2 separate regions of the Rattus norvegicus genome follow, and region 2 is linked to region 1. A link is a contact called in public HiChIP or PLAC-seq data. All regions are on one chromosome and are shown on one strand. The core of a region is the stretch at or near the end of the contact, and the rest is flanking DNA. Distances in the headings are between cores, read along the strand shown.

What was found. HiChIP or PLAC-seq counts read pairs in DNA pulled down with a chosen protein or histone mark.
Region 2: a contact with region 1 is called in an H3K27ac HiChIP or PLAC-seq map of oligodendrocytes, with 13 times the contacts expected there. The contact joins the promoter of Pja2 here to the promoter of Fer in region 1. A contact is called at or near these places in 1 of 12 Hi-C or Micro-C datasets (frontal cortex) and 1 of 1 datasets of contacts at active chromatin or transcription factors (oligodendrocytes).

The regions. Positions count from the first base shown.
Region 1 is chr9:110,965,990-110,970,635 of GRCr8, reverse strand. It overlaps Fer (FER tyrosine kinase), which reads right to left and starts at 3,173. Exons shown (of 19, transcript NM_001395758.1): 1 at 3,118-3,173.
Region 2 is chr9:111,450,660-111,455,289 of GRCr8, reverse strand. It overlaps Pja2 (praja ring finger ubiquitin ligase 2), which reads left to right and starts at 1,587. Exons shown (of 10, transcript NM_138896.2): 1 at 1,587-1,703.

The DNA.
Region 1 (4,646 bases), core at 1,924-4,423:
TTATGCATGACATTACATTTTTTAAAGCTGAATATGTAATAACCTTAAAATGGAAACATTTTTGTTAAAATTTATTTTCTTAAAAAGATACTAAGTGAACTTCAGTTTACCTACATAGTTTCAATTTCAAAAACTCTGTGGGACCCATATATTAGAAAACTTCATACACTAGAAACTAGGAGTGCACTTGTTCTGACAGAATAAGTAGCTATTTTATTCTGATTTCTTTGTTCCAGCTTTAACATGCCCTCTATTCTGTTTTTCCCCAGATGCGGAAGTGGCTAAGTTAGCAGAGCTGAGCTACACCACAACTTAGGTGCAGATACAGACTCACTGGAATGTTCTCCGTAAGACTGTGGTGAGTGATGGAGCACTGGGTGCTTACAGCAAGCTTTAGTTATTTTCCAAAGCATTAACTATAGCAGTTACTGGTGACTTTTGTTCTCTGTATTTTCTCAATTGATTCTGAAGAACTCAACCTAAGTATCTAAATGAAAACGGGAATAAAAGAGGTCAGAAAGAGGGGAGAGGTAGGTAAAGTGGAGCTCTGGTGAAACCCTAAGGGGCAGCTCGGCATCTCCAAGTTAGCTCATGCCACTACCAAGCCCTAAAGCTTCCCTTTCATTGACCCATTCATTCCCTTTCATGTCTCAATGGAACAACAGGTGGACTACAGTAAGGACGCCTAAGGCAATGCAAATCTGTCTTATTCATCTGTAAATTCTGAAACGTATTTCTCAAATATATAAGAAATTAGTACATAAAGATAGGTATAAAATCTTTCTGAAATTGAAAAGGACACAAATATTGATGAAAGGTGTAATACTTTCCTAATAGAAAATACACAATATACAATTATTATGCATGTGAATTAATGTCATTTCCACTTTTATTCCTTTATTAGAAACTGAAGCTCTGCATTAAGATATTCCTTTATTAATACTATGAGACAACAATGAAGATAGCTTTAAGTCCTATTGAAACACTAGTAAACAAAGACCAGGACATGGTTCTAAATTAGTTGGCATTTTTTTAAGTTCACATTTGCAAACTCTTTTTCCACCACAAAACACATTGTTGCAAACAGTATGTATAAGTGATCTAGCTTATTCAGAACCCTTCATGACTACTGGTCACCCATTCACCTTCCCTCCAAAACTCATGCAGCATGGTGCAAACCTACCATCTAGTAACACAAACCCAAGCTTAAACAGGACTTTCCTTTTCTATGGCAAGTTTGTGCACTATCTTTCCTGGAGCTACCAGAATGCAATTCACAAATCTGGGCCTGAGAGACAAAGATACCGTCTTCCAAGTGGCTCACACACAGAACCACAAGGAGTAATGCCGTGTAACTAAGTTTCGATCATTTCAGTTCCTTGTTAATATTTACTACAGAAAAGGAATGTCAAAGATATTGCTGCCACAGAAATAACACGTACAGCTCATTCTGTGTAAATTGAAATTCTACTTGATGCAGCGAAAAAGAGCCGCTGTTCTGAAATGCTCACAGGAAAGCAGGAGTCACACGGCAACTAAGAATGATATCCAAGAATCCTGTCTACAAAAGCCCAGATTCCTTCTCCCACACTAATGACTTCAACCTTTGAAGCTGAGCAGAAGCTGCATTAACAGGACACTACATCATCTTAGCCAGTGTGTATTAATACTGTCAATGCAGAAAAGAAACAGATCCACGCCAAAGGTCTTTTAAGGAAGAGAACCGAAAGTGTTTCCAAGAATGCCTATGTACCGTCTTACAACATCCCCAGGACCTTTGAAAGCCCTCAACTCTGGGGCTATCGGAAAATCTTCTTGGCTGTAAAAGGGACACTCAACCTTTTACATCCTCTGGCACTTCCACGGGCCCCTATAAAGCTTACACGGGCGAGTATACAAATAGTCCCTACACCGCACTATGTATTTTGCAATACTTTTTCTTTAAGCCTGTTCTCATTTCACAGATGGATTGGCAGAGTATTTTTTAGACGTTAACCACTAAAATAGCATTGGCCTTATCTCCAGATTCTTTTACATCAGACTTTTATATACTGTTGTGTGACTTCAGGTTGAAGTTTTCTTCTTAAGGTGCCTGAAAACTCCTGTACAAGAGTAGCATATGTTAGAGCGATAGTGAGACCACGGTAAATATACACAGCTTCTTCGGAAGTCAAAGCATCAAAAGCTTCATTGCTCTTACATCATAAGATTAATGGAAACGAAAGTCTGCCCTAAGAAATTGAGATTGCAATGTTATTCCCAAGAAAATCACAAATGTACAGAGTTCAAATCGACCGCCTCATGGAAACTTAATGGATGGAAGGCGCCCTAGCCCTTACCAAAACTAATTACAATGAACTCCTTTCGGAGAGCTGGTCCTAAGAGGAGTCCAAGGAAGACACAGAAGTGCCTCCAAATACCTCAGACCCCAAAAAAGTCCTTAGGGCAAAAATCGCCTCTGACAAGTCCAGATGCCTCCAGAAGTCTCTGTGGACCAGATTCCTAAAAGGCTGCCCTGAACCAGAGAAGCAATGGGACTTGAAGCTGAAGGCAAGGCGACACAGGGTTAGCGGGTCCTGATGGAAAGGGGCTACGGGAACACCCAGAGCTGGGTGCCCCAAGAGAGGGCGGCGACGGGTGAGGAGACCCGAAGGGGCGTGGGCACCATGGGTGCGCGGCCGAGGAGCTCAAGAAGGAAAGGGGAGCGGGCTCCCAGCGCAGCAGCCCCCAACCCCGCCCCACGCCCCGAAGACCCGCGACGGGGCGGGGCCAGGCGCCCGCCACGGCCGGCACCGCCCCCTCAGCCTCCGGGTCCCGGCGGGTGGGAGGGGCGGACCTGGCGGGCCGGGTGAGCAGCGGGACCCAAGCCCAACCCCGAACGTTCCGAGGCGGGCAGGATGGGGCGAGTGACCCTGCAGCCTCGGGTGGGGACAGAGCTAGCTGAGGGCGGAGGAAGAGCCTCCGCGCAGCCCGCGCCCGCTGGGCCAAAGCCCGGCGCCCCCCTACGGGCGGAGACGGTTGCCCCCGCGCTGCGCTCGCCTTCCGGCCTCCTTCCCACCTCCAGGGGCGTTGCCCCGGGCAACAGTGCCTACGGACGGCGGCGTGAAACGCACCTACCTAGAACCTGACAAGCAGGAGCCCCTCAGACCCGGGAGCCAGTCGCCACCCGGCGTCACGGGGACTGCTTCAGCCAATAGACGCCGCCGTCGCGAGTCCCGACGGCCAATCCCGCTACACTCCGGTCTCCGGGCACCCGGAGAGCTCAGCCAATGAACATGAGCGGAGGGCGGGCGCTGCCGCCGGCCCCAACCCCCCTCTTCTAATACCTCCCAGGAGGCGGGCGCGGCCCATTGGCCCGGACCCGCGAGGGGCGGAGCTTAGCGGGTGGGCGGGGGCTGGAGTTGCGGGCCTGAGGAGGCGTGGGCCGTGGCCGCCTCCCTGCGGGCTGGTCCCGGTTGAAGCCAGCTCTTAGAGGTCTCGTTCCTAGAGGATCACGCTTCTCCGAACTTGGCCGTCGGCCTGCGCGGTGAGATGGGTGCGGGGACTAAAGGGGGCCTGACAGGAAACTGCGGGGCCGAAGCCGGGAAATGGCTTGTCCGGGTGATAAGCTGAGGCCGCCCAGAAGGGTCAGCCCCGCGGCTGGGCCGGAAAGGAGGCGTGACGAAACGTGGAGCGCCCGCGGGGGACTGCGAGCGCTGGCTCTCCTCCCCACCCCGAGCAGGCTGTGCAGCGGACTCTACCTTCCCGCGCTCTGCTGGCGTGTGCTGTAACGTGGGTTCCTTTAAATGGGCTTTGCGTTTCTGCGGCGATCTCAGAACTGCCTCGCCCGCCCCTGGGCCCCGCAGCGTCAGGCGCTAAGGATCTGCCACCCTCTGGAAACAGGAGGATGCTCTGTAAAGTGTGCCGCGAGTCCTGAGAGCGGTCCCCTCGAAAGTACTTACCTCTAGGAAAGTCTAGAAAGCGAGGAGCCAAACTGATTTGCTCTTCCAGTGAGGGCTGTTTTTTCCGAAGCGCTTCTTGCCAGTTGGGTACAAAATGAGTAAGGTGGACCCGAACAGACCTTAGTAGGTGATCTGGAGCTCTGTGATAGGTGTTAGTCGTCAGGGAGGTCACTCCCGTATGGCTGTAGCGCGCTTTTTAAGCCATTGTGTCTTGTACGTGAGCTCAGCCACATTCACATTCAGTCGCCTACAACAAGACTAACAACTCCATTTTCATTCCCACCCTTAAAACCTTTGAGTTAGATTAGATCCAAAGAAGGATTAATACTTTTTTTTAAAAATTCTAAGTGGTTATTCACTTAAGTCAGTTTCAAAGCCCAAGAAACCAAAACATACTTTAAGGACACACAAATGTCTTACTGTTGAAAATTGATGAGGTTCTCTCCCCTTCTGTTTCTCAGAAAACAATTATTAAGTACTCTTGTCAGATTTATGGTCCAGGAATATCTTTCTCAAGAACTTGGAATGCGCAGGAGTTGTGAATCATTGTTAGAGCATTTGAAACCCTAGTTGAACCTCTGCAAGGCTATGGGAAGGCGCTAACAAACCTGGGAACCAGTATCTTTCAAAGTTCACGGATAGTAGAGGAAATAGCCACCTTATCTCCCAGTTTCTGTGAAATTCTAGAACTACCTCAGGCCTAAG
Region 2 (4,630 bases), core at 338-2,837, 490 kb before region 1:
GTGTCTTCCCACCTCAAAATCCAATCAGAAGTATGTCTTGCCAGCTCAAAGATCCAGACTAGAAGTGGATTTACCCACATCAAACCAACCAGAAAAATCTCTCACAGATTTGCCCTCCATTCTGGAGTGTAGTTCATTCCACAGAATACATGATTCACAGACAGGGTATGAAAATGAATGAAATTTGAAAAATCCTGTGCCTGCCAACCTGTTAGTGCGGTCAACTGGACCAATCTTCAAGACTCTAAAGAAAAATTAGAGGAAAGTAATTAAAATATACTTTCTCTTTCAAGAGAGGTGTTTACCTAAAAGACAGAGTTGTTGCTGTTGTTGTTGTTGTTGTTGTTATTGTACAATGTATGCTAAGGGGTATTCTGGGAATTAAACTTGGCTTCACAAATGTCGAGCAAATTTTCGTAGGCTAGTATTGTATGGGAAATTTTGAATACTTTCTTTACATCAATGATAGAAAAGGTAGTTCCAGTTCACTGGTGGACTTTACAGTTAAAGGACATCACAAGAAGTGAGGCTCTTAATTCAGGGAGGGGGGGCAACGTGATAAATATATCTTGAGCTTTTGGGCTCTAGGTGCTGGAGCTGCGGGTGGGGGCGGGGAGTAAGAGAAGAGAACAGGACTGTAATCAGAGAAGCAGGACGGCTTCAGGATGAGAAAAGAGGACATGTGCATCACTGACATAACGAACCTAAACTGTGACTGGGTTAAATTAAGCAAGGTGTCCAGGGACTCCAGCTGTTGTATTTATTTTGGTTGCAAGCGACGAGAGCTGTTACCTCTCAGCCTGACACTCGATACAGCTTAGCTGTCAGCTGCTAAACTTTGGTCGGGCAAAATCTCCATCTCACCTATAGCTCCCCCATCCAAACAGAACCAGAGAGCAGGGTGAAGGTCTGACCAGTGGCGGGCGGGAACTACACACCAGGGAGAATCGAGAGCAAACGAGCTCTTCCTCCGGTACGTTTCTTTCCCCGTTGCTATCGGAACTGCAACTGGTTTGGGGGTTTTCTTTTCTTGCATTTAAATTGCAGATATTGCGTAGCTTCTCACTGCCTTGGGAACGAACCTAGCACCTCCATTTTGCGGGGGGCTGCGGGAAAGTAACTGCGCCAGTCCTGCGCTCTGCTCTCCACACCCCCTTCCCTACAGGAGACCCCGCCCTTTTCTCCCAGCCAAACCACAAAAGGTCTGACAGCCGCTCGGGCCTCCGCGCCCCGCCCCCGCCCAAACGTCGCAGTGCTGCAGGGGCGGACGCAGGGCCGGACAGAGGGCGGGGCCGAGCGCGTCTCCCCGCTCCTCGGCCAATCCGCGAAGGGCCTGGGAGGGAGCCTGCGGAGCCAAGCAGAGAGACAGCCCGAGTTATTTTCCCTTTTTCTGCCACGTCCAACCATGACGTAAACCTACTTCTCGGACAGCGATTGGATACGTACCTTTCCCCTGCAGAGGGCCGTGAAGTCTATTGGCTGCGCTCCGAGAGGGCGGGGCTGAGGCTCTCACTTCCTCCGCCTCCTTCGCGGCGCAAGGGGCGGGACGCGCCGCCGCCGCCACCGCCTCTGCTTCCGCCGCCGCCGCCGCCGCTGCAGCCGCTGCGCGTTCGGCGGGGGAGGAGTCGGAGGCGGAGAAGAAGGCGGTGGTGGCGGGTGGAGGATCGAGCGCTGTTCTCGCTCTGGAGCCGCTGCACATCTCGGTGAGGGGATTTTTTTTCTCTCTCCATGTCAGAGGGGATCTGGGTGAGGGAGCCGCTGCCCCGGCGCCTCGGCTTCGGGGGTCCACCGAGGAACCGGTCGGGCCGCAGCCGGCCATGGTGGGTGGGGTTGGCGACTGAGAGGCCTCTGGCCTCCGGGGCCTCGTCCAGCCCACCCGGAGCCGCGCTCTAGCCCGAGCCGCCGCGCCCGCCGCCCGCTCGCTCCCGCCAGCCGTCTGCCGTCCTTGGTACCCCGGCCAAGGACCCGGTGGCTTGCCCCTCGCGGCCCGGCAGTGCCGCCCACCCTCAGGCCCGCCGGGGAGGACCGTGGCGCACTAGGCCTGCGGGGCCCCTGCCGGGTACGGCACGCCTTCCACCCCTGCCCCCCGTATTTGCGTCCTTCCCGATTGTCACCGAGGCCCAGGCACCCTGTCAGGCAGGGCCAGTAACCTAGCTCCTTCTCATTCAGCGTTAGGCCTGAGCAAGCCGGTCAGAGGCACCTTCAGGGCTGGCCCCCACTCCCCGCCCCCACTCCACCCCCACCCCACCCCCACCCCAAGATGCCTCCCGGTTAATCATGTTTTGCGCACATTCAAAATGGTGAGTTGAAAGCTGCCCAGACCAACTTGAAGAAAAGGTAAACAGCTTCTGATGGATGAAGAACCTGGAGGTTGCCCTCATCAGTTGTTAGAAATAATAATAATAATAATAATAATAATAATAATAATAATAATTTAAAAAATCGTATGTCTACATAGACAACTGCTTTGAGGCTCCTCGTTCTGTCAAGTATACGAGATTCTCTCTTTTTTTAAAGAGGCCTTGCTCTATTTTTAATCACGAAGTAGTTGCTTATAATTCTTTTAAGATGGCAGTCATCTTTGCCGAAGACTAACAGGTCATTGGATGACTATGTGAAGGGACATTAAAAATAACAGAAATAAACGTGACATGTTTGTGATTGTCTTCTGGATTTCATGTCGTTTTTATGTGGAATAACTTTATTCTTCTATTACAGACGTGCACCCCTCGGTGTAAAATTCAACAGTATAAATAAAGAAAGCAGTACTAAGTAAACACTAATATGTGAATACCTCCTTAAGTGCCCCACTAGTATTTAGGCTTGGTGGTCGCCTTTCAAAGTGCGTTCACAAATGCATCTTTAAAGACACGTTACGTGTACATGCAGAGTTGTCTGCTTCAGGAGTGGGAGTAAGGGTTTTACTGAGCACGTGTGTGCAGAGCTGGTTTCTTCCAATCAGGTATCTTGGACATAGTCCCTTGTTTTATGTAGGCTGCCCTAATGCTTTTTCTAAGGGTACATCCTATGTCTTTAACTTGATGAACTTCAATTAAATATTCCTCCTGGAAGCCGTTTGAATGATTGCTGTTGAAAGTTACGCTTTATATAAAGGTAACTAACTCATTCATTGATGCTGAATTGTAAGCTTTAAATCCTTTATTGTAGAGCATTTCACGGTGTGGAAGACTGTGATGTAAAAAGAGCAACTCCCACTTTCCCTTCGAATATATTGCCTCCATCCCAAGACTCAGACAGTGTTTTAATAAGGGGAAAAACTGATCCTTCTGGAGCACAGACCATAGAAGTAGAGGTTCAGAGGTAAAGGGTATGAGTATTTAAACTTGATAGCTGTCTAACCCTCATTACTCTTTTGAAAGATATTTTGACTGTTTCCTGAGTGTTTCTTCTAGGTCATCTTCAGACCACTTATGAGTTAAAATTTAAAAACCCTATTTTGAATAATGTTACGAATAAGTTCTTAGAACTGTTTTATAGTCTTAAGGCCCTCCAAAAACCTCACCATCTTTTCATATTTCACATATGAAATGTATAATGGCATTCCTTTTCAATATTTCCAGCTCCTTTATGGTTGTATTGCTGTAGTAGATGAAAACTTTAACTTTTATTTCCTGTCTCTGGCAATAAAAACAGCTTTCCGTCCCCCCCCCCCCCCCCGTTTTTTTTTTCATGGAGCTAATATTTTTGTTTAGTTGACAATTATATGAAAGTATTTTTTTGTTTCCTTTCCAGTTTTTATAACATTCTGTTCACTGCATTGTCCATTACGTGCTACATATTGTTGAATTGTAGGGCTAATAGTTAAAATATGTTAGTTTTCTTTAAGGTGAATGCCTCTGAGGCTGGCTGGCATTAAATACGATTTTTCACAAAGCTTTCTAATAGTCAATATTAAAAGTTAAAAATATGTCCTATTTTTAGCTTGCCAAGATGATGTTATTGTTTTCATTTTTAAAAACATTTAGCGAGTGTGTGTGTGCACATGTGTGTTGCTACAGCATGCTCATGGTGATGAGAGGACAGTGTGTGGGAGTTGATTCTTCTGTCTGGGTTTCTGCAGGTTGCATATTGTCAGGCTTTGTGGCAAGCACCTGACCTGTGCACCGCCTCACTGCCTCCTGTTGCTTCAAAAAGGTATTGGAGGTTAAGGTCTTTCTTTTTTTTTCTCTCTCTTTCTTCCTTTCTTTCTTTCTTTCTTTCTTTCTTTCTTTCTTTCTTTCTCTCTTTCTTTCTTTCTTTCTCTCTCTCTCTCTCTTTCTTTCTTTCTTTCTGACATCTTTTCAACTTTATATGTGGTTCTATTTGGGTGTTACTAGTAGTTTTTATATACTGGTTCCTTAAAAGAGACTATCTTTTTAAAAATCAACTTTTTAAAATTAGAGAGTGAGTTCTAATTGCTGAAATGTACTTAAGATGTGCTTCTTACTGTGTTCTCAGAAAAGCACACTTTTATGCCATTATGTATATATAGATATGCAGAATATATAACACAGTGAGGGTAGTATTTTCATTTCTTTGAAAACTTATGTTCTTTTGAGGTCAACCAGACTTTGACCCTGAGCCCCGGGAAACTACATCTTTCTTACATCATTACATTGGTTTCCCTTTG